Linked DNA regions of Mus musculus: all the other regions are linked to region 1. Evidence: chromatin contacts called from public HiChIP or PLAC-seq and promoter capture Hi-C data. All regions are on one chromosome and are shown on one strand. Each heading gives the region's core, a stretch centred on a gene start, on an enhancer-like site or on the middle of the called end of the contact. The rest is flanking DNA. Distances are from core to core; before and after follow the strand shown. Region 1 holds the start of Zfp612 (zinc finger protein 612). Region 2 holds the start of Exosc6 (exosome component 6). Region 3 holds the start of St3gal2 (ST3 beta-galactoside alpha-2,3-sialyltransferase 2). Region 4 holds the start of Pmfbp1 (polyamine modulated factor 1 binding protein 1).

Evidence for each region. Promoter capture Hi-C pulls out the DNA fragments that hold promoters and counts their contacts. HiChIP or PLAC-seq counts read pairs in DNA pulled down with a chosen protein or histone mark.
Region 2: a contact with region 1 is called in a FOXA1 HiChIP or PLAC-seq map of pancreatic cancer cells. The contact joins the promoter of Exosc6 here to the promoter of Zfp612 in region 1. A contact is called at or near these places in 1 of 39 promoter capture datasets (liver) and 1 of 115 datasets of contacts at active chromatin or transcription factors (pancreatic cancer cells).
Region 3: a promoter capture Hi-C map of liver shows a contact between it and region 1, with 2.0 times the contacts expected there. The contact joins the promoter of St3gal2 here to the promoter of Zfp612 in region 1. A contact is called at or near these places in 2 of 39 promoter capture datasets (cranial neural crest and liver).
Region 4: a promoter capture Hi-C map of liver shows a contact between it and region 1, with 2.1 times the contacts expected there. The contact joins the promoter of Pmfbp1 here to the promoter of Zfp612 in region 1. A contact is called at or near these places in 2 of 39 promoter capture datasets (liver and pre-B cells).

Annotation. Positions count from the first base shown.
Region 1 is chr8:110,076,920-110,082,334 of GRCm38.p6, reverse strand. It overlaps Zfp612 (zinc finger protein 612), which reads right to left and starts at 2,601. Exons shown (of 5, transcript NM_175480.4): 1 at 2,331-2,601.
Region 2 is chr8:111,054,339-111,059,753 of GRCm38.p6, reverse strand. Exosc6 (exosome component 6) reads right to left here and starts at 3,415. Exons shown (of 1, transcript NM_028274.4): 1 at 2,090-3,415. The coding sequence starts at 3,383. The coding sequence ends at 2,562. It overlaps Aars (alanyl-tRNA synthetase), which reads right to left. Exons shown (of 21, transcript NM_146217.4): 20 at 5,132-5,245; 21 at 4,185-4,735. The coding sequence ends at 4,550. Gm38523 (heterogeneous nuclear ribonucleoprotein C-like) reads left to right here. Exons shown (of 5, transcript XM_011248573.3): 5 at 811-1,057. The coding sequence ends at 834.
Region 3 is chr8:110,917,495-110,922,909 of GRCm38.p6, reverse strand. It overlaps St3gal2 (ST3 beta-galactoside alpha-2,3-sialyltransferase 2), which reads right to left and starts at 3,045. Exons shown (of 7, transcript NM_009179.3): 1 at 2,805-3,045.
Region 4 is chr8:109,491,189-109,496,603 of GRCm38.p6, reverse strand. Pmfbp1 (polyamine modulated factor 1 binding protein 1) reads right to left here and starts at 2,577. Exons shown (of 21, transcript NM_019938.3): 1 at 2,497-2,577; 2 at 1,649-1,709. The coding sequence starts at 1,699. It overlaps Gm39246 (a long non-coding RNA gene), which reads left to right and starts at 2,623. Exons shown (of 2, transcript XR_879182.3): 1 at 2,623-2,718.

The DNA.
Region 1 (5,415 bases), core at 1,352-3,851:
ACAGCGCAGGACAGGCCGGCTGGGTCAGGTCTGGGAGTCAGGCTGCAGGAATACCACATAGATAGGAGGCGGCTGCCCCTCTGCCTGCCAGTTCGAGCCTTCTTGGTGTCAAGAATCCTCACGCTTGCCAGGAGGGATGGAGCTGGGGGGCGAGGATCAGAGGTGGAGGCCAGCCTGGGCTGCAAAAGACCCTGCCCCAAAACAACAGAAGGACCCTGATGAATCCAGGGCATAACAGTGCCTACTTGTAACCCCGGCACTCAGGAGGCCAGGGCAGAAAGCTCCGGAATTCAAAGTTCAAGGCTACTTTGAACCACACAGGAATCCTGTCTCAACAAACCATGGGGGAAGGAGGGGGGGGGGGATGCACACAAAGAAACAAATGAACCCTAAGGCTTTTGTGCAGGTCTCATCCATGGCCTAAGCTAACCTTGAGAAAGCTTGGCTAAAATAAGAGAGGTATCAGGCTGCCTTTCAGTTCTCGAGCTAACCTGTCCACTTTGGATCAGCTATGCCAAGTGGAGGCTTTCTGCAGTTCTCCTAGGCAGAGACCAGCTTTACAAAGCTGTAAGCAACCTTCACAAGGACTTATACCACATCTACATCATTCCTGCTGTCTGGCTTCTCCCATATTCTAAGATGCCTGTTGTAGCAGACTGCAGGCAAATAAACATCTATGAGGCCGCCCTTGACCATCAGGGGGCAGGATTTGATAGGTAAGTGCTTTTCCCATTAACCCTAGAAGGACATCTTTTGAGATTCCAAGGCTCCTCAGAGACCCTGCAAGACAGAACCTGTTGAGGGCCAAAGCTGGTAAGGCAACCTTGTATGCACTTTATTAAAGCAAACTAAATTGGCCTAAGAAAGCCTTCTGACTCATATACCAGAGTCCTGACCTGTAGAGAATTGCAACCTAACTCAGTATATAAACACATTCAAAACCTAACTTCAGAACTGAGTCTCAGCCAATCATAGTGGCCAGGCTGATCAAACTAGGTTCAAATAAGGCAAGCTCCAGGCACAAGCCAACTGAGCTAGCTCTTCAGTACAGGTCTTCTCCTGTCTATAAATACCCAGCCCCATGGCATCCCCAGTCTTACAAGTTGTTGTGGTGTCAATCATTCTTTGCCCAACTGAACTGTTATATTTAATTTGTCTATATTTTTTTTCTATTTTGCTATCTTTGTCCTTCACTCTGTCCAGGCGACTATATTCTACTCATAGCTAAATTCCCACAAACAAAACAAAACAAAACCCTTTGTCCTACGTTCTACATCTTGAAAAACCTAGACTACAAAAGGATTTTTAAATGTTTCTACCTCTTCAAATTGCAGGAGTTTCCCCAGCCATTTTCATTATGACTTATTTGGCAATTAAAAAACTATCAGGCTGTAAATTTTCCTCTGGCTCAGAATTAACCCTTGACCAGGAACACTCGATGCCAAATGTGTTTGGAAAACTCTATATCCACATCAAATCTTAAAAATGTCTACAAAGGGGGTGCCCAGGAAGGGGGGGTGTGAAATGAATCAAATGCATTCTACATTTGTATGAAAATTGCCTGTGAATAAAAAAGCTTGAAAAATGTATTCCTATGGATATTCTCATGTGTAGGAGACATGCACAAAGTATCCATCGTCAGCACTATTTGTGATGCATAACCAGCCTGAAAACAACCTACCCATCCCCTGAAAATACAGCTTCTGTATTGTTTTTATAGCTGGACCTTACCCAGCTGACATAGACACTACTTAGAAATTAACCAAGTACTCAAAAACAACAACAACAACAAAGCTTAAACTGTTGCATATGTATACACTTTTAAAAAAATAGGCTGTGGTAAACACAAAATTCAAAATAGTTGTTACATCTGAGGGTGGGAAGAGTCTGAGAGTCAGATGAAGAACGAATACACTGATGGATGCAGCATAAGGACCAGATTCGTTCTTATCTGGCTGCGCATAGGTAAGCATCCGTTACTTTTCTTTCTCTTAAAACTCTTTCTCTGTGTCTATCTCTGTCTCTGTCTCTCCCTGCTCCCCACCTTGGAAAAATAAGTGTTTTGGCTACGGTTATAGCCGTAAGAGACCTGCATCCATCCAAATGTCGCACTGCCTTCTACGGGGTATGAAATAGCAGCAATTCTGAAACTAGTCTGTGTGTACTCTTGCCATGTCGTCATCTTGTGTGCATGTGTGGGGCCTGACGTCGATGCAGCAGACCAGGCCTTAAGCTCGCTCTGTCCCCAACGGCTGAGAAGTGGCCCTGCTTTCCCTGCGGTGGCCCCGCGCCCTTCACCCTGCCTGGAGCCCGGGACAAGCAGTACACACCTGCAGGGCCGCGGCGGGTCAAGAGACCTGCGATGTCACCTCGAGCCGCTTCGCCCCCGCACGCAGCTACCCCTCTGTGAAGTGACACAGCTTCCCCGATCCGCCACCTGCTGAGTTTTCTGGGTCTGACAATGGTCGCCACTCAAGCGTCACCGCTGTGGACACGGAGACTTGGTGGCCCGCGAGGCTGGCTGCGGGAGCCCCTGCGTGCTGTCCGCCAAGACACACCGCGAACCGCAATGGGTCCGCACTCACCTGCGCAGCACGGTCCGCGCGCGGCCGGAAGTGCGTCACCGGCCCGACCCCGCCCCTCTAGGAGTGCTGCCCCCTCCCTCTCTGGGGTGCCCGCCTGGCCTCTGCGGTTCTCTGTCGCCTAGGACTCAAGCTCTTTGTCGTGGGCCATGGGTTCTGATGTCTTAGGACCCTTACTCCTGGAGTACTGGATAGACCCACCCGAGAAAGGCCACCCGAGTTTATGTCTTGGTAAAGCTGGAGGTGCCAGCAGGTGGACTGTGCCAGTGCGTCACAGGCTGGAGGACCCAGGGTCCACTTTAAAAATAAATGTTATGTAATGTCATGCAGGCCTGCTGCTGGGCCTTGATTGCAGTTGTTCTGGAAGCTGAGGCTGGAGATGGCGCTTAATGATACACTGCTTCTCGGGCACTCTGGGTTCAAAAACCAGGACAAATAATAATAATAACAACAACAACAACCTGATTTCCTACCATGAAATTCATAACTACCTGCTGTTGACACAAGAAAACAACTCTTACCTTAAAGGGGATAAGAGATAGTTTATTCTCAAACCAAATTTAAGTGATCATAGCCCAGGAGCCCAGATTTAGGTTGCCCCAAATTCCACGTTCCAACGCGGAAGCAGTTTTATAGTTTTACAGATCAAAAAAGTCCTAAATCAAAGTTTAAGATATATTGGTTGGGCCGGGCGGTGGTGACGCACGCCTTTAATCCCAGCACTTGGGAGGCAGAGGCAGGCAGATTTCTGAGTTCGAGGCCAGCCTGGTCTACAGAGTGAGTTCCAGGACAGCCAGGGCTGCACAGAGAAACCCTGTCTCGAAAAGAAAAAAGAAGAAAAAAAAAAAAAAAGATATATTGGTTGGGTGCATCAGAGAGGTCGGTACAGCAAGATAGGGGTCGCCTTTCTATATTTCAGATGGATGCTATATGATAACCTTCTTGGCTTTTGTGTTGGTGGAAGTCAATGGCCTGTTACAAGATCCCAACAGGTGTTTAATCTATATTACAGGATGTTAGTTCTTACAGAAAAATAAGCAAGAAATGGTTATTCAAAGTGGTAACACTGGCCCAAAATAAGATAATTAGCTAGCCTTGGCACCTGTAGCATTCCAATATCTCAACAGCACTATAGTTCAATGAGTCAGTCTCTGTAGACATGACTTCTGTTCGGGAACTGAAAATTGGCACTGCCTAGAGACCCACAAGTAATACATAGTAGAGGATACATGAAAATGATTTATAGTAACAACACTACTTTGGTCTAATGGCATACATATTTGCCATTGTCCCACATGGAATTCGGATGTCAGAGCCACAGAGCTCCTGTCTTTCGCTGGTGTTTCCAAAAATCACAAGAGCATGATCTAAAACGGTGAATGCTCTTTTGACAGAGTTCTGAGTGAAACACAGAATGGTTTTTCTCTTCATGATGCTGGAGTCAGATTCCTGGAATTGCTACACGCGTTGTCTGAGTCCTAGATTCTGGCCAAGGTTTTCACTTACATAAATGACTAGTCACACACTAGCAAGTCTTCCTCTGTAGCCAAGACTGTCTTACATCGTCGGCTTTGTGGCACTTCTGACTTTCACCCACAATGCTACCCCTCACCATCACCATCAAAGGTTAAAAAAAAAACAAAAAAACAAAACAAAACTTACCCCACACAAAGTCCCAGAATGAACCCTGGGGGACATTAGACAGTACTAAAAGCTACTGGGTTGGACCCTCTTTACAAATTCTCCTTCCTGGACATGCTCCCAAAACCCCACTCCTCACTGAGGAGCTATTGAGAATTGACGGCTGCTTGGGAAAGGGGAGTCTATTTTCTTCAGGGAATGGGATGTGGTCCCTCTGAGCCTACCCATGCTCCAGGACTAGCAGCACTAAGAGGACTCAGTGAGTTCTAACAAGAACTCATGAAGTTGGAGGGAAAGAGATAGGAGGGGGAGGGGATTGGATAGAGGAGAGGGAATGGAGGTTGTCAAAACCACTACATGTGTGTATGAAATTCTCAAGCATTGAAAATGAACCCCCTTCCTGACTCTGGTAACACAGTTCTTTCTTCCTTCCAGCTTGGCTCGTCCCCATCCTGCTGTACCCTCCTGGCTCTCACCACACCCATTTTCTTTGCTCTTCCTGCACTTGCACACAAGCACAGAATGCTTTCTCCTTACCAGTCCTACCCTTCCTGTTACAGGAAACATCAGCTAAAATCCCACTCCTCACAGAAAGTGAGCCTTCTCCAACCACCCAGAACAAGGTGGGAGCCCCCACTTATATGCCATTACAGCACCCTGTACTTCTCAGCTTTTGGCACATTTTTGCTTAGTTAGTGTTCATAGTTACATAACTATTTGTCTTTTCTGGTAGTTCCAAAAAGCAGGGATCATACATGCACATACATATATTACAGAAGAAGACTTGTTAGTGTGTCATTCATGTAAGTGAAAATCTTGACCGGAATCTAGGACTCACACATGCATGTTCACACATTTTAACATGTAGTAATTCCAGGAATCTGACTCCAGCATTATGAAGAGGAAAACCATCCCGCGTTTCACTCAGAACTCTGTCAAAAGAGCATTCACCATTTTGGATCACACTCTTGTTATTTTTTTTTTCTTTGAAAACACCAGCAAAAGACAGGGTGTGAGCATGCACATCCTTAATTCAACATTGTTCTCCTCAACTGGAGACAAAGTCAAGCTGGAAAAAGAGAAATAAGAAGCATTGGTTAACATGACCTCCAAACCTCCAGCCCAACATCTGGATACAACCTCCTTTCATTTCTGTGTTACCGAGGGTTGCACTGACCTCAGTTCTCACTGT
Region 2 (5,415 bases), core at 2,166-4,665, 980 kb before region 1:
GTTACTGCCAGGTATTTGGACACTGGGTTAGGTCAGTTTTGGGTTGAAATACCATCTTCTGGAAGGGAGGCAGAGGAACTCTGACTTTGTACTGTACTTTGTACATTCCATATGCCAAGTCTTCCCCCCCCACCCCCCTCCCTCTTTAAGCTTGTTAAATTTTGATTTCCTGAACCAGGAGGTGGTGGCACATACGTTTAATTCCAACCCTTGGGAGGTAGAAGCAGGTGATCTCTGAATTCCAGGCCAGCCTGGTCTACAGAGTTCCAGGACAGCCAGGGCTACACAGAGAAACCCTGTCCCCAAAACACAACAAAACATTGGCTTTCTTCCCCTTTCTGGCCTCATCCCATTGGTTGCCTCCCCAGGGCTGTGGCATGCTAATGTTTCTAGGGTGAGACAATCTAAATGTAATGGCCCTTTGTGTAGCAGTAAAGGGCCTTAAATTTTCTCTGCCCTCCTGTAACTTCCTCCGTTATCAGTGAATTCCCTCATAAAGCCCTGCCTAACCCAGGCTGCATGGGCTCAGGAAGGTCCTCACTGCTGCCTATGGCCTGAGTCACAACTGTCCTGGGAAAAGAATGTGCTGCAGAGAGAATGTCTGCTCCTGCCTGCTGGTTCTGGGTTAGTGGGTATGCTTAGATTAGACACTCTCCAGCACCCCTCCCATCCCCCAAAGAATCTAGAATAGCCTCAGACTTCCCAAAGGTCTGAAGGAGGGGAATGGAAGAACTAGATTTGAGCACATTTTAGCCATCTTTCCCAGGTTGTGCCTCCTGCTCTCTAAACCAGCCCCTCTATTCTTTACAGGTGAAGAATCCAGCATCGGACTAGTGTAGCCAGTAGGAGGTGGGAAACCTTCCAGACTTTGTTCAGCTGGTACTTAAGTGGCCTGTTTTCTTGCCTTGTATTTTTGGAAGTCACTCCCTTGAAACTTGAAGTCACCTTTCTGGCGCTTGGGCATTGAAAGTGCTGAAGTGCTGGCGTTGGTGGCGCACGCCTTTGATCCCAGCACTCAGGAGGCAGAGGCAGGCAGATTTCTGGGTTCGAGGCCAGCCTGGACTACAGAGTGAGTTCCAGGACAGCCAGGGCTACACAGAGAAACCCTGTCTCAAAAAAAAAAAAAAAAAAAAAAAAGTGCTGAAGCACCCAGGAAACCTCCCAGTGGTTGTGGATTTAACTCCTGAGGTCTTTTCCATGAGTCCTGCTGAGGGCAGGGTAGGGAAGCCCCATAGATTAGCAGTATAGTATCTCTTTATTTTCATTCAACTGTGGTGGTCTTGCAGGAGGCACCTGACAGGGCCCTGAACCCAGTGAACACTGTTGGCTCTCACAAAATGAAGGTTGCTTCCTTGCCCACGCACCACTAAACTTGGTAGTGTGTCAATTTTTCTGCAGCCACAGTAGTGAAACACACTTGCATCCCTACAGTGACACCAAGCTGTAAGGTTGTGTGTGCTAACCTAACCAACCTCTTGTGCTGGGATTAAAGGCGTGTACCACCACCACCCAGCCAAAATGTATACTTTTTTCTTGACACTTATTAAGTAACCCCTTACTTAATAAGTGCCACACAGCTTCCTCCAATTCAACCCTAAGTGAAGAAAAGCCCCTATAATCCTGGTCAGGCCCGCTCTGCCTTATGGAATAGCCAGGCTGTAAGCGATGCCACAGTATTTAGGTGGTCCCCATTTGAGTAGTCCATTGCTGCACTGAGCCTTAGTGCCAGGAGCCAAGCCTGGACAGGACACCAGGATGGGACTGGGCGTCCTTCCAGAGCATAATCCTTCAGTTACCCAACTCCTAGACATGATTTTGTCCTAAAGGAAAGGATAGGGGGGCACCAGAACTTCTTTTAACTCTCTCCAGTTCCCTCCCCCCACCCCCAAAAAACAGGGGTTTCTGTGTGTAGCCCTGGCTGTCCTGGAGTCTCCTCAGACTTATCACCTCAGCAGCTGCCCCAGACAATGCTCCAGGGCACGAGGTTTCTCCTACAAAGCACATCACCCCTTCTTAGTTACAGTGGGCTAATATGAACACTTAAGGCAGTAATGACTCGGAGCCCTTGAAAACACAGACTCAACACACACCCAGTTCAGAACAGCATTGTTTCTAACTCTAGTATCAAGAAAAAACACAACAGATGTATTTCCAGTCATAAAATAGTTTTTATGTTTTACTCTGAGTAGTGAGAAGGCAAAGTCCCCTGGTCCATCCTCTCAAAAGAATCAGTTTATTATGTATTGGAGCCAATGGCTGGCCTGCACTGGGTCCATCTCCTACAAGACCATAGCCCCTTATCTCATTTACTAGGTAAATCCAGCCCAAGTCCTTTCCAACTTGGGAGTATGGCTGCTTTCAAATCTCTCCAACTGGATCGTGTTTCCAACGGCCTTTTAAACCTTTCCAACAGAGCTGTCCAGTGCTTTGGTTCTGTGCGCCCAACTGCCCCACTCTTCGTTTCTCAGCTCTGCGGAGTCAGGCGACCATCAGCGCTTGGTCCTTTAGGGAGAGAAGGGCGATAGCAGTCCTCGAATCCTCGTCGCTCCGGTTTTTTCCAATCAGGGTGGGGCGGCGGCACCCCTCCGGCGGGCAGCCCGCACCAAACACTGCTGCAGCACTGGGTAGAGGCGCTGGCAGCCCTCCAGGCCCAGGCGCACAGCATCGGTCCAACTCTCAGTCTGCCCGCCTTCCCCACTGCCCAGTAACCCGGCCACCTGATTGAGCACAGGCATGAGGGCCACCGTGAGACCGGCCGCGGAGTGCTCCTCCTCCAGCCGCGTGGGGTCCAGCAGCCAGGTCGGGGAGGGTCCCGGGGTGAGGCTCAGGCCGCAGCCCACCACCAGATCGTACATCTCCACTCCCGCGTCGGCCAGGGCGAGCGCGGCCGCGGTGAGCGCCGCGGCCAGCGCACAGCCGCCGTCCTCCAGCAGCAGCGCCGACACCTCGAGCTGAGCACGCGGGTAGCGCCCCAGGCGCACGGCGGGCTCCAGAGCCTCCTGTAGCGCCAGTCCCAGCTCGCGATCCTCCCCGCCGCCGCCCTGGGGCGCGCGACGCCGGCGACCGGAGAAGGGAGCGCGGCGGAAATCGCAGAGCAGGCGACCCCGGAGGGCAGCGGGAGCTTCCCCGCCCGCTCCCGCAGGGCCGCTGCCGCGCTCGCCGCCCTCGGCCTGCCGCGGACCGGACACGGCGCACAGCACCTTGGTCCCGCCCGCCTCCAGGTAGGCGGAGCCCTTGGCCTGGCTCAGCAGCCCGGCGCGCGCGTACACCGGGCGGAGCCGCGTCGGGTCGCGAGCAGCGGGCGTCTCGTCGTCTTCGGCCGCGTACAGCTGCGGCGGCTGAGACTCCTCCGGCCCGCGGATGCGGCGATGGTCTCCCGGCATGGCGGCTACCGGCGTGCGAGCTACTTCCGCCTGCTGGGCTGCCCTTGCGCACCCGGCTCTTCCGCTCGCTTAAAGATGCGCGCCCGCGCAGAGCCTATCGGGAGAGCGGTAGGTGTGCGCGCTGCCACCTAGCGGAGTGGAGGAAGAACGGCGAGGTATAGCTGGACTCCTATGCTGGTACTTTAGCTAGTCCTAAGGAACGGATCTGTTGTTATTCCTAGAAGTTTGCATTCAGACTGTTTCACATAAGCTTGCCCAAGGTGAGAGGTTTTTGTTTACTCGTGCAATTAGTCCTCTGGCTGCTTCAACACTTGTTTAATAAATGGACGGTATCTCTCTTTGTACAACTAGATATTTCTAACACTCTGAGGAACTGTCATAAGCAGACAGTATCTCTGCTTCCAGACCCTGCTGTTTGTAGATTCATACAAATTGCATTTTAGGGCTGGGCCAGGGTCTTGAACCTACTTTAGGTTAAAGCAGTAGGGGTGGGGCAGTTAGTAGGACACACCTACATGTTCATACTGCCTATATCAGTTGTCTGACCTCATATCAGCAGCCTCAAACAGGCATGTGGACAGGCATGGTGGAGGTTGTCCTAAGAGACTAAGAACAGTGGTTCTCCACTGGAAGCAACTCAGAATTATTTTCCTCCACCCTTCTATTGAATTTCCTGAACTTTCAGGAGTCTGGGAGTCTATTCGGTGATACCATCAACCAGAAACAGGCTGGAACCGTAACAGATATACAGGAGCCAGGGCTCACCTCAGGACAAGAAGCAGAGCGCATGACATCACCAAGTATTGCACATGGTCCTTTTTATTTTCTGCAGAGAAAAGGCTTCCTTCCTCTGCAGACCTAAAGCCTCAGGCTGGCAGAGTGACCTCATCTAGATGTGATCATGACGTTAAAAAGCATTCCTGGGTAGTGATTTTAGACAGATGGTGCTGACATGAATGGGCTCAGAGCAGTAATGGAGGGGGGCAATGAATCACAGGACAGCTCCAGGCGTGTTCCCATTACCGCTGGATCAGGACGGACAGGGCTGCTGAGAGGTCCCATGACTCCAATGTCTTCGTGGCGGGAGGAGAGCTCCTGGCTGAATTCCCGCCTTCGGACATGTCTGGTTGATGGCGAGTTGCTTTCCCGAGAGGGCTTCCCTCCCATCAGTTCTTCACATCTCCCAGACGGAGCTGGGCAAAGGAGGTAGCCAGCTGCAGTGCTTCCTGAAGGCAGCCCACGTTCTTGCCTGTGGCCTGGGCGGACATGTCCTTGCCACCGCCTTTACCATCCATCAGGCCTGAAACCTGCTGGACCCACTCGCTGGCTTTCAGTCCCCGGTTGGCTGCATTCTAGGAGATAGGAGGGGAAAATGGTAGTCAGAATGGGATTGAGGGGGGAATGGCAGGCGCCCCCAACATCCATTTGTATCATGTGTGATGCTACCACAGACTAACACTATAGCTGGCACAGGAGAGCAGCTATGGCTACTGCCAAAGTGAGGACAGAGAGCAAAGCCAGGCATTAGCCAGGAGTGAAGTCTTTCACCAAAAGAAAGCCCGAGGGGTAAAGGTGCCGCAGGAGGCGACAAATGATAGACAGATCAACAGTTTCTAGTGAGGACTGCGTGCACACAAACAGTCTTGGCAAATGCTGTGAAGAAGCCCTCCTTGAGGAGCCACAGGCAGGGTTTCCCACTGGCATACGGGTTTGCAGGCTTTTAGACTGGGACTGTGGGAAGTTCTGACCTGGGGAACCTGGCACAAGCACGTGATCTTGCCAGCCTCATTGTCCACCGTGAACAGCATGGCAGATGTCTGAGGAGAATGCGTCTTGAAAAGCTTCAACGCTTCATTCAGGGCCTGTGGGGAGAACCTCAGGTTAGGTCACTGGCAAGGGAGCCCTGCTTTCTACAAGGGAAGCTGAGAACTCAGCCCTCAGAGAACCATCCCATTTCCAGCAGATGCTGTTCCCAGGAGCCCACCAGTGGCAGGACCCTGCCCACACCCTGGCTGAGGTCGGCCTCCTACCC
Region 3 (5,415 bases), core at 1,796-4,295, 840 kb before region 1:
ACAAGTTCTAGGACAGCCAGGGCTACACGGAGAAACCCTATCTGGAGAAAAAACAAACAAACAAACCAACAACAAAATCTCTGCTTCAACTTTCCTGAGCACCTACTATATGCCAAGGACTGGGCAGATGAAAGCATTTCAGAAATGAAGATGAATTTAAAGAATGTCCACAAGATCAAGTGCACAGCTCGGCATCAGGGTGCACACCAGTGACCCTAGAACCCCTGCGGCAGAGGCAAGAGAATCAGGTGTTCACGACCATCTTCAGCCACACATCCAACCTGAAGACGGCCTAAACACAGGTAAGTCCTTGTCTCAAAACAAAACAAAATGCAAATACGTAAAACCACCACAAGGCAAACGAAATATCCTACAAAATAACCAAGAAATCCATGTCCCACCCTCTTCCTCACACCGAATTTTCTATATTATCTCCTGCTTGCTATGAAGAAGAAGAAGAAGAAGAAGAAGAACAACAACAACAACAACAACAACAACAACAACAACTACTACTACTACTCAGTGGTTAAGAGAGCCTGCTGCTTTTGCAGAGGACCAACTTTAGTTCCCAGCACCCACATCAGGTGCCTTACAACCACCGGAAACTCCCGTTCCTACGCATGTGAACACCCTCTTCTGGCACCCACCCGCGCATGATCAGACACACACATAGAAAAATGAGACAAGCCTTTGAGAAAAAGAACTCAACCTAAGGAAAGAACCAAGCTGCCTTGCTTCCCCCACACCCTGAACCAGAACGGTAAGCTGACGCCAGGCTTAAAGGGAGAGCTCAAACAGGGATACATATGAGGGCACAAAAGACAGAGCTGTGCATGCTGTGGCCTGTGTGTTGAGGTCAAAGGGCAACGTTTATGGGGTCAAGTCTCTCCTTCCAATTTATTTGGGTCCCAGGGGTTGAACTCAGGTCTCCAGTCTTGTTTGGTGAGTACATCTCAAAGACACCCCCCTTTTGGTGACAAGATCTTATTACATAGCCTAGGGTCCCTTGAAATGGTAATCCTCTAGTTATCCTGAATGCTGCTGGCATAACAGGTGTGGCCACCCTGCCTGATTCAGGGTGACTCTTACAGGCTTCAAAACTAGTTCTATCTTTTTGGGCTCTCAAAGTGACTAGGGCTTATCAGCAGGCCACAGAACTCTACAGTGGTCTCTGGGGGCACCGACACTCCCACAGGCCCCTGGCAAGCTTGCACATTTGGATATAAACATTCACGCAGTTGGCCTCCTGGCCTCCCTTCTCCAATCTCAAGTTACAAGGTTAAAAGCATCCTACTCACAGCCAAGGGGGGCAGGGAGCATGGGCGGGACCTCGTGGAAGCAGACAACCATCTGGTTCAGATCAAGACTGCTCACTCAGGACCCTTACAAACTTCTGAAGAATCTCCTCCTTCCTGGATGGCTCACAGGGTTTCCCTCCCTCCCTTCCCCACTGGGAGACTGGGAGACAGGGGAAGAAAGTGTGACCCAAAGGAAAATCCGGCTGAAGGAAGACAAACAGAAAGCAAACAAACAAAAACTGAATTATGCAGTCAAGTCTGTGTACCCTCCATCCCTCTTCAACTCAGAATCACCACAACTAAACAAGAGATCACCGCCTGTAGGCACCGTACCTTCTTCCACAAAGCACTCAGGCAGGCATCCCCCACACCATCCCCCAGAAGGGGCAACCCTCCTCCAAAGTTAGCAGCAGGAGTCAGATTAGCTTAGAATGATGACCAGAGTCCTTCAATGTCACCATCTTCATAGAGGTAAACGGTCCCTTCCAACCCACACTTCTGAGCCCACCAAGCATGAGGACGGGATGGCCAAACAGTTTCTAGACATTTGTAGACAGGAGTATGGGTTACTGACAAGGAATGACTGACTACTTCCCAGGGGTCCCAGGGGTCCCTGAATTATTCTTAGTACACAGATGAAAAACAAGAGGCAACATGGGAGGAGATGGATGCAGTTGGCAAGAGAGAAGCAGAAAGGCTAACTTGAACGAGCAGCAAAAGGACTGAGACTCCTTTCCAGGTGGAGGGCTGTGCAAAGCAGGGACAACAGAAGTAGTGGAAGAACTAAACAGGGAACACTGGAGCTGTATATGGGGCTGGGAAGTTTGATTCAGTCACAGGGGCATGACTGGAGGGAAGTAACGTGTCTTATATGGCAAAGGATGGAAGGAACAAGAGGGACAAGGGACAGTGCTCAGGCCAGCGTCCAGAGAGGACGGGCACACCATGACCAAGTTTCCGGTGGGTTCATGCCTCAGTTTTTCCAAAGTAGGAAGGGGATCAAGCTGTCAGGTCTTATTAGAGAGAACTAGGCCACAGAGTGTGGCTAGGGGTCAGTGCCAGGTGGGGGAAAGGCCGAAGGGTAGAGGAAAGAAGTGAAGATGGTGCAGACAGCTTGTGACCAGGAGAAGTGGGGCAGGGGATTCCGGATGGAGCAGGTTCCCAAGCGCCCTAGGGCTGGAAGTACCAACACCTGGGGTGTGGAAGTGTGGACGAGGACAGAGAACTCCAAAGGCTGAGGCTGGGGGCTGCCAGCAAGGAGTGTTACAGGAGTGCCTGAAAGACTGGGAGTGGTTAGATATGCAGAAGCAGAAGACGGGGATCCCGATCGAGGCCAAGGCAATCGGACCCCCGCCCACACGGCGCCCAGACCCGAGGGAAGTTGCTGGGCTGGACCCGCTGGATCTGGGCCTCTGGGCCAAGCCCGCTGCCCGCACAGAAGACGGTAGGGGCAGCACGGGGCCCGGGGAGCCCCGCATCCCGCCCTCTCTCATCCCGCCCGCGCACCTCAGTCTGCGCTGGGCGCCGCGCGGGCCATGCTTGCCGCTCCTGCCGCCGCCTCCGCCCGTGCAGAGAGCTGCCGCCGCTGCCGCCGCCGCCGCCGCCGCCGCCGCCTCCCGCGCCTGGACCCGTTAGCTTCACCGCTCTCCAGTCCGCCAGCCTCGGGCCAGTCCCGCCCTTGCCTGGCCCTGCCCTCCCGGAGCGCCGCGGCTGCAGCTCAGCCCGGCCCCTCCCCCCACCCCTACCCAAGCTAAAGGGAAGGGTGGGGGAAGGGGGCGGGTGCCCCCTCCCCATTCACATCCTCCGGGGCTCTCCCCTCCCTCCTGTTCCCCCACCACCACTCGCTCAGGCATGCTGGGATATGTAGTCCAGCCTGGCAGGACCCGCCAGCATCGCTCTGCATATAGGACTATTGCTCCCAGAAAGCAATGCACTCCCATATCTGGGCTCATGGTCTTTGTAGTTCTGTCCGGATTTAGAGGGTTAAGGCACAGCACTAAGGGGCGTATTCTTCAGTTTCACAGCCACGCGACTCTGGGCTGCTGAAGCCTGGGAGGTGCAGTCTGCGGTACCCCAGCCGGGCTTTGGTACCTGGTTCATCAAAGGATGCGAGTAAGCTGAGGATGCCTCTCACACAGGACTGTGATCAACTGCGGCCAAGCCCAGCTCAAGGGAACTGTTTGTACTTGCTCTTGCCAAGAGCCACGACCTGAGCCAGCTGGGTTCATGCCCTGGCCCAGCAAGCTGCAACTGCAGTGAGGGCACTAGGTCCAGGCTGTTGAAAAGAGGGGCACCAGCAGCGATGTGGAAATAGGGTTTGCCACTATGTGACTGGGCACCTCACATTGCAAACTGTCTTGCTTGTAGGCACCCTACAGCCTTTATCCATTAGGGCATCTCTTGACTTCAGACTTCTGACTCTTAGATGCCTATTCTCTAGGGTAACATGCACACATTTTAAATATTTATCCACATCAGTGTTAGGCAATCCTTTCCTCAACTTTCAAACCAAGCTCCAAAACCATTAGGAAGTTCCTAATTGATGACACATTCAGTCTCCAAATGTCTCTGACTGACCAATGATACTCAAACGACTTCTGGTTCATTAGTTCTGGGACCCTAGAATTTTAAGTGTGTTCGTTCTTTCTCTTATTATGTAACCCAAGGTAGTCGTAAATTCCCTTTGTAAGCCAGGCAGGCCCGCCTGGAATCCATGATGGATTCTCTTGCCTTAGCCTCCTGAGGGTTGTTATTATGGACACTGAGCCATCACACCCTGCAATGAATCTTTTGGGTTCAGACTCCATCACAGAAAGCCTGACCTAAGATTGAACTCGAGTAAACTAACAGACCAGTACCTAGCACCGGTTTCCAGGTTACTCCCCAACAAATCTGCACCCCCCAGGTTACAAGCCCGCCCCCTGGCACTTCACTTTCTAACAACCACCAATCAGGAGGAAAGCAGAAGTTAAGTTTATGGTTTGACTTCCAGCATTAAAGGCCATCATTCCGCCCGTCGTCCCTCCCCCGCCCCCCCCAATCAGATGTGTACCAGACTAGAGACCCACTTCTTGCCTCTAAAAATGCTTGCCTGAAACTAGGTTCAGGGCTCCACTTTCCTACTGTGTCAGCGTTGGTAAGAGACAGGGGGGGGGGGGGAGCTCAAGCTTAAATAAAGAGACTCTAATGCGATTGCATCTGATTTGGCTCCTTGATAGTCTTTTCGGGATTCACGAATGCTTCCTGGCACAACACTACAGCTCAGGAGAATCTCACAGACCAAAACCCTACTTCTTTACGATGCAGTCATCAGGAAGGCTAGGCATTCTATCTCCAAGCCTCTACGAGAAGCTAAATTCTAACTTCATTGTCAGCTGACATACCAAGAAGCCAGGCGTGACACCTACGCATTCCCCCTCCTTTTAAAGCACAGCTGCACAAATGCAAGCTAGGTTCTTCTCTTCCTCGATTCTTTTTTTTTTTAAAGATTTATTTGTTTGTTTTATGTATGTGAGTACACTGTAGCTGTGCAGATGGTTGTGAGCCTTCATGTGGTTCTGCTCGCTCCGGTTGGCCCCGCTCACTCAGGCCCAAAGATTTATTTATTATACATAAGTACATTGTAGCTGTCTTCAGACACACAAGAAGAGGGCGTCAGACCTCTTTACCGGTGGTTGTGAGCCACCATGTGGTGGCTGGGATTTGAACTCAGGACCTTTGGAAGAGCAGTTAGTGCTTTTAACCGCTGAGCCATCTTGGCAGCCATCTTCCCTAAATTCTTATCCCAAGGGTTTGTTTCTAACTAAAACTCATCCTTACCCTTTAGCCTCTAACTTCATTTTTGAAAAGGTGGGTAAATATCTACTTTGAGTCAGAAAGCTCAGTTTCTAGCCTCCCCTATTTCAACCTAACACACCCCATTCACCCTGCAGCAAAGGGTAAGTTCTCCCAACACTGTGGGCAAGCAGCCAAGTGACTAACAGAACCACTGAACCCTGACTAAAACTGACTCAGGAATTTTTTTTTTTTTCTGCTTTGTTGACACCGGTGTCTCCATCACAGGCTGTAAGGAGAGAGGGTGGTTGGGTGGATGGGATGGGACAAAGTCATTCCTATG
Region 4 (5,415 bases), core at 1,328-3,827, 590 kb after region 1:
GTTAGTGATGGCTGAAATAGCTAACCAATGCAGCTAGGTGAAGGAAGCTTCATTTCCATACGCTGTGGATTCAGATACCCAGTTTTACTGGTGCAAGATTCAAAACTACCCAGAATTACATGACATTGGCCAAGCTACCCATCCTGAGGCAAAGTAGTGAGTGCTAATACTGCAGTTGCTTCCATGATCATGGTCATCATTAGAAATTCAGCTATTTAATGACAGTTGATTTTGTATTGATTAAATGAGCTCTTTGTCAATCATTATGCCTTCTCAAATGTATATTTCAAGAGGGGAAGTCAGGCATTTCTCCTCTGATTAAAGGACTGACAAACAGTTTCACGTATATTCCTAGGGAGAGCTGTGTCAAACTTAAGCTCATGACTCAGCAGCTCTTGGAGAGCTAAGAACATCTAAGATTCAAAATGGCAGCATTCTTGGCCTTTAGGGACTTGAAGAAGGAGGCTTGGAAAAAAATTGGAGTTGTAGTTCCTAAGGTAACTTTGTAGTCAAATGGTAACCCCAGCTAACTGTCTCTGGGAAATGATTTGTCCAAGGACAAAGGTCAATCTTCAACAAATAATGGAAAACCACTTTTAACTATCACCAATACCTACAGGCATGCGGGTCAGTGGTAGATACTGGCTAGCTGTGGAATGCCGATGCTTTTTGTTGGTACTTCGTAGTTCCCTCCTATTTTGGGCCATCATGTCCTGAGGGGCTATTCTGCTAGAGGGGAGGGCCCAGGAGGACAGGGACCTTTATGTCATTTACTTTTCGAACTTCCAGAACAAGGCCTGGTACATTGAAGATGTTCCAAAGACATGTTAAATGAAAAAAAAAAAAAAAGCCTAGAAAATGTATACCAGGCCCCTGTTCCCAGGGAAAACTAGCAGCAAGTGCCCTGTGGCAATAGTAACACAGCAGGAAAGGAGCAGAAGTGTTGGTTTTAGAAGCAGCTTACTTCTTGGCGAAAGCACATGCCACGTGAGACATTGTTACACTTATCCCAATGGACTTTTTCCATCCTATGGGGAACAATGGAGGGATACATACATAGACTTTGGCCAACACTTTATTATACAAAGCAGAAAACTCCATTTTATAGATCCCTACTAGATAAAGTGAAATGTTGGCATTACTAGGAAATGTCTGGGGCTTAGTGGTTGAGAGCAGTGGCTGCTCTTCCAGAGGTCCTGAGTTCAATCCCCAGCAACCACATGGTGGCTCACAACCATCTATAAGGAGATCTGATGCCCTCTTCTGGTCTGCGGATGTATATGTAGCAGAGTGCTCACATTAAATAAATAAATACATTAAAAAATATATAAAGTGTCCATTAGGTGCTTTTTGTACACAGTACCTGATAAACTTCCTGGTAAGCAATGGAAATATGTGCTTATCATGTGTACTCTCTCTGAGGAGGCTCAGGGAAGGTGCGCAACATGGTCCAGGTCACTCCACTGTTAGGTGTGGACCCAGAGGGGCTGAGGCTCGAACTGGGGCTCTTAAATCTATGTTGTGATGTCTGCTCTCCCCATGGTGTTTCATGCTGCTTATTCCCAGAATTTGGAACCATGGAGCTTGGAAGCAATCCCTTCTTCAACAAAGATTCTCTTTCTTGTGAGCAGGCAGTTGGGAGCCTTACCTCATTCTTCAGTCCCTTGGCAGTTCGTAATTCTCCTTTAAGCTTTAGCATTTTTGTAAACCTGAAAAAGTCCAAGTGTTTAAGATGGAAAAAGCATAAATGAGTCCAGCCTTTTAAAGGATATTTTTCCCCCAGCTGGATCTATGCCCTCAGCAGGGGAGTTGGAAAACATCTCCTAAACTGTTAACAATACCCCAACTTTCCTGCCCATCTGTCTGTGTTTTCACGTGGGTTAAAACCTTTGTGAGGGAGGCAGGGCCATAGTTTTACATCTTTCCCAAAAAACCACTATGTGGCAGACTAAAAAGTTCTTGAATTTACTGTTCTAGGGAAGAAAAAGGGCTGAGCTGAACTTTCTAGATGTCCATGGGTCAGATATAGTTAAGACTTAGGTTTTTTATGGACCACACAAGATGTATATGACCTATTCCCATAATAACTCAGGGGTTGGGGGGGCAAGAAATACTAATATCCCTATTACCTAGAGAAGGAAGGAAACTTAGGCTCAGAGAGGTTAAGTAGCTTACCCAAGATCACAAAGACTCTCTTACTACTCCATGAAGCTTGCCCGCTCATTTGACCACTATGACTATGAAATGTCCAATGATAGGACTTGTTTTTGAAGCCCAGCTTGCCATGGTGGGGATTAAAAAGATAGAAATCTTGTAAAGTTTGGAGAATTATCTCAATTAAAAAGCTTCCAGTGAAACCAAAGATGGCCACACATGTACTGGTGTGTAAGTACGGGGTGATGTGGTTGAGGTCACAATGCACTGGACTTCCTAAAAATAATCTCATTCATTATGTTCTTAACTAGAGGGTTGGATGAAGTTCCCCCAGACACTTACCTGCAGAATGGTTCCAAGAATGAGAAGCCACCAAATACTCATTCTTTGTGATAAGCTACATCCCCCATCCCTAATATAAGCCAAGAAGAAAGAATAGCTATGAGGTGTAGAACTTGGAATGTTTTATGGAGCAGTATTCTGGTTTTCTGCATTCTGGGTCCTCTTACATCTTCATGCATAGAGGTGCATCATGGGAATGATGACATCGCTCCATCTTACCTGGTAAGGCTAGGTTGGGTGATTTCACACCAACAAACCCTAACTCTCAACAGCTCAAAACAAGAAAGGTTGCTTTCGCTCTGGCTACGCGTATCGTGTGGAGCTCTGCCCCACATTGTCCTGACTTGGCTCCTTATTTTCCTCAGTTCGTGGAACCCCTATTATCTAGTATGTGGTCTGTTGCTATGACGGCAGGCAGGTAACATGGTGAAGACCATCCTGGTTCATAAAGTGGAAGTGAAGCACTTCATTTCTGCTCATTGTTTACTGGGTTCAAAGAAATTATACAATCGCACCTAACTTCCTTTGATCTCCAAAGGGGATATTAGTGAACATCACAAATAATTCTCACACTAGGCAAGCCAAAAAGATTAAAACCCATGTGAATCATGTCCTATCGGAAGGCCTCATCTCTTCGAGTCCCCATCTTTGCTGTAGTAAGTGACCTGCCTGGTTTGTCCTAGTTCTCAACTTCACCGCCTTGCTGTTCTATCTTGACAAACACCTTTATTCAATAAGAACTATAAACTCCGTCTGAGCATCACACACTACAGATGTGTTCTTGAGAGTGAGATTTCTCTCCAGGAAAATCCACAGGATCATTAGCAGATGGTTCTCAAATAAAACCGCATCTAAAATTAGGCAGAAAGAAAAACCCTCACAAATCATTTTCTAGATTGCCTTCATTCCAAAGAGTATTTCGAAGGGAAATTAGAAGGCATTGGTTTCATTATTCCTATGAAATATACCAGACTGTAGCAAGAAAAAGGTCAAAGGAAACAATGATGGAATTCTGTCCCGCGAGGAAGACACTGGACTCCTGTGAGTCACTTGCAGTAACGGTGGTGGGCAGTTCAGAAATACTTACGGTTGAGAGGAATGAAGGGTTGTGTGGTACATTCCAGAGGCACTTGATGTAATGTTAGCTAGGTAGATAAGAGGCAACATAGAACGAGGTTCCGTACTCCATAAGTAGTCACCTGGAACTCTCACAATGCCCTTTTAGGAGAATGGCTGACAAACATTTTGTGCAGTAGGAGGCTCATCCCAGAGGGAACAGAAGAGTCTTCCAGATCCCTGGTTACTGTCCTTTTGGACCTAAGACTTCTTCAATGTCCTCTCTTCTAAGGCCCCTGGCTTCATGTCTTTGTCTCTTGCATCTCTGTTGAGCCCAGCACTTCTTCAAGCCTCACTGGTTACGTTTGCCCAGGGAACTGTTTTCTCCATTTCAAAGTCTTAGCTTCTGTTTTCAGTGTTTCTCTTGGTGACAGCTGTGCCCAAGGGAAAAATGATTCGTGGTCTAAATAAAAATTTAGAAGCCCCAGGGACTGGAGAGATGACTCAGAGGTTAAGAGCACTGACTGCTCTTCCAGAGATCCTCAGTTCAAATCCCAACAACCACATGGTGGCTCACAACCATCTATAAAGAGATCTGATGCCCTCTTCTGGGATGTCTGAAGACAGCTACAGTGTATTTAATGTATAATAAATAAATCTTAAAAAAAAAAAAAACCTTAAAGGCCCATGAAGATGGACTGGTAGGTAAAAGCAGTTGCCATGCAAACCTGATGACTGGCGTTTGGTCCCTGGAACCCATGTTAAGAAAGAAAACAGCTGGATATAGGGGTGCACATCTGCAATCCCAGAACTCCTATGGTTAGGTAAGGCAGCTGGAAGCTTCCGGGGCAGCCTGGAGGATGCTACAAGAGAAACAAGAGAAACCCTGTCTCAACAAGTAGAAGGTAAAAGCTGACCAAAAAAAAAAAAAAAAAACGGAGGTTGTCCTGGGTCTTCCATACGCATGGCATGCATGCGTGTATATATGCATGTATAGTTTCATGCACACACATACACACACATGCACATACAAAATAAATAAAACCTTAGCTATTCTAGTCATACTGTGCTCCCCCATCAGCCCTTTCCCAGAGCACTAATGTATGCAGGCAAGAAACAAGACTTTCTCCCACTTGGGAGTCAGCTATGAACTCAGGCAGAGAAGGAAAAAATAATCTAGTTTTCATTACACAGTCTCTTTATTATGCTCCGTTCCACCACACAACAGAAACTTCGTCTTAGCTACTTCTAAGAAAGGGTCATTATTATCAGGTAAAAATTAAGCCATATTATTTTAAAACCCTTTAAAGTCCCCTAGAAACGGAACCCTCATTTTGTCGTAATGTCTGTGTACTTACTATAAACCACATCTCCCAGCATGCCTCCTGCACAGGTACGGCTATGCAGTTAATTTTTTGGCTAACGAAAGTTGAACATCATGAGGACTTCTAAGACATCTTAAAGAGTGGAAGTGCACAACTCTGCTTCCTCTGCCCCTTCCAGTCGCCCGGGATGCTGACTCAGTGCCTGGATCCTCAGCAGCACGTGGGACATGAGATGCTCAGGGAGATGGAGCTGAGGTCCTTAATGATGTGGGATGACCCTGCCAGCTCTCTCTCTCTCTCTCTTTCTCTCTCTCTCTCTCTCTCTCTCTCTCTCTCTCTCTCTCTCTCTCACACACACACACACACACACAGAGAGACACAGAGACAGAGAGACAGACAGAGACAGAGACAGATATTTTGGTCTTATTTAAGTGTTATCCTTTCCATTTTTTTTGTTTGTTTGTTTGTTTCACGCTATGGAATTTAATGCTGACGGACACAATAACCCTTGTCTATGTTCCTCTTGAAGAGACTTCTC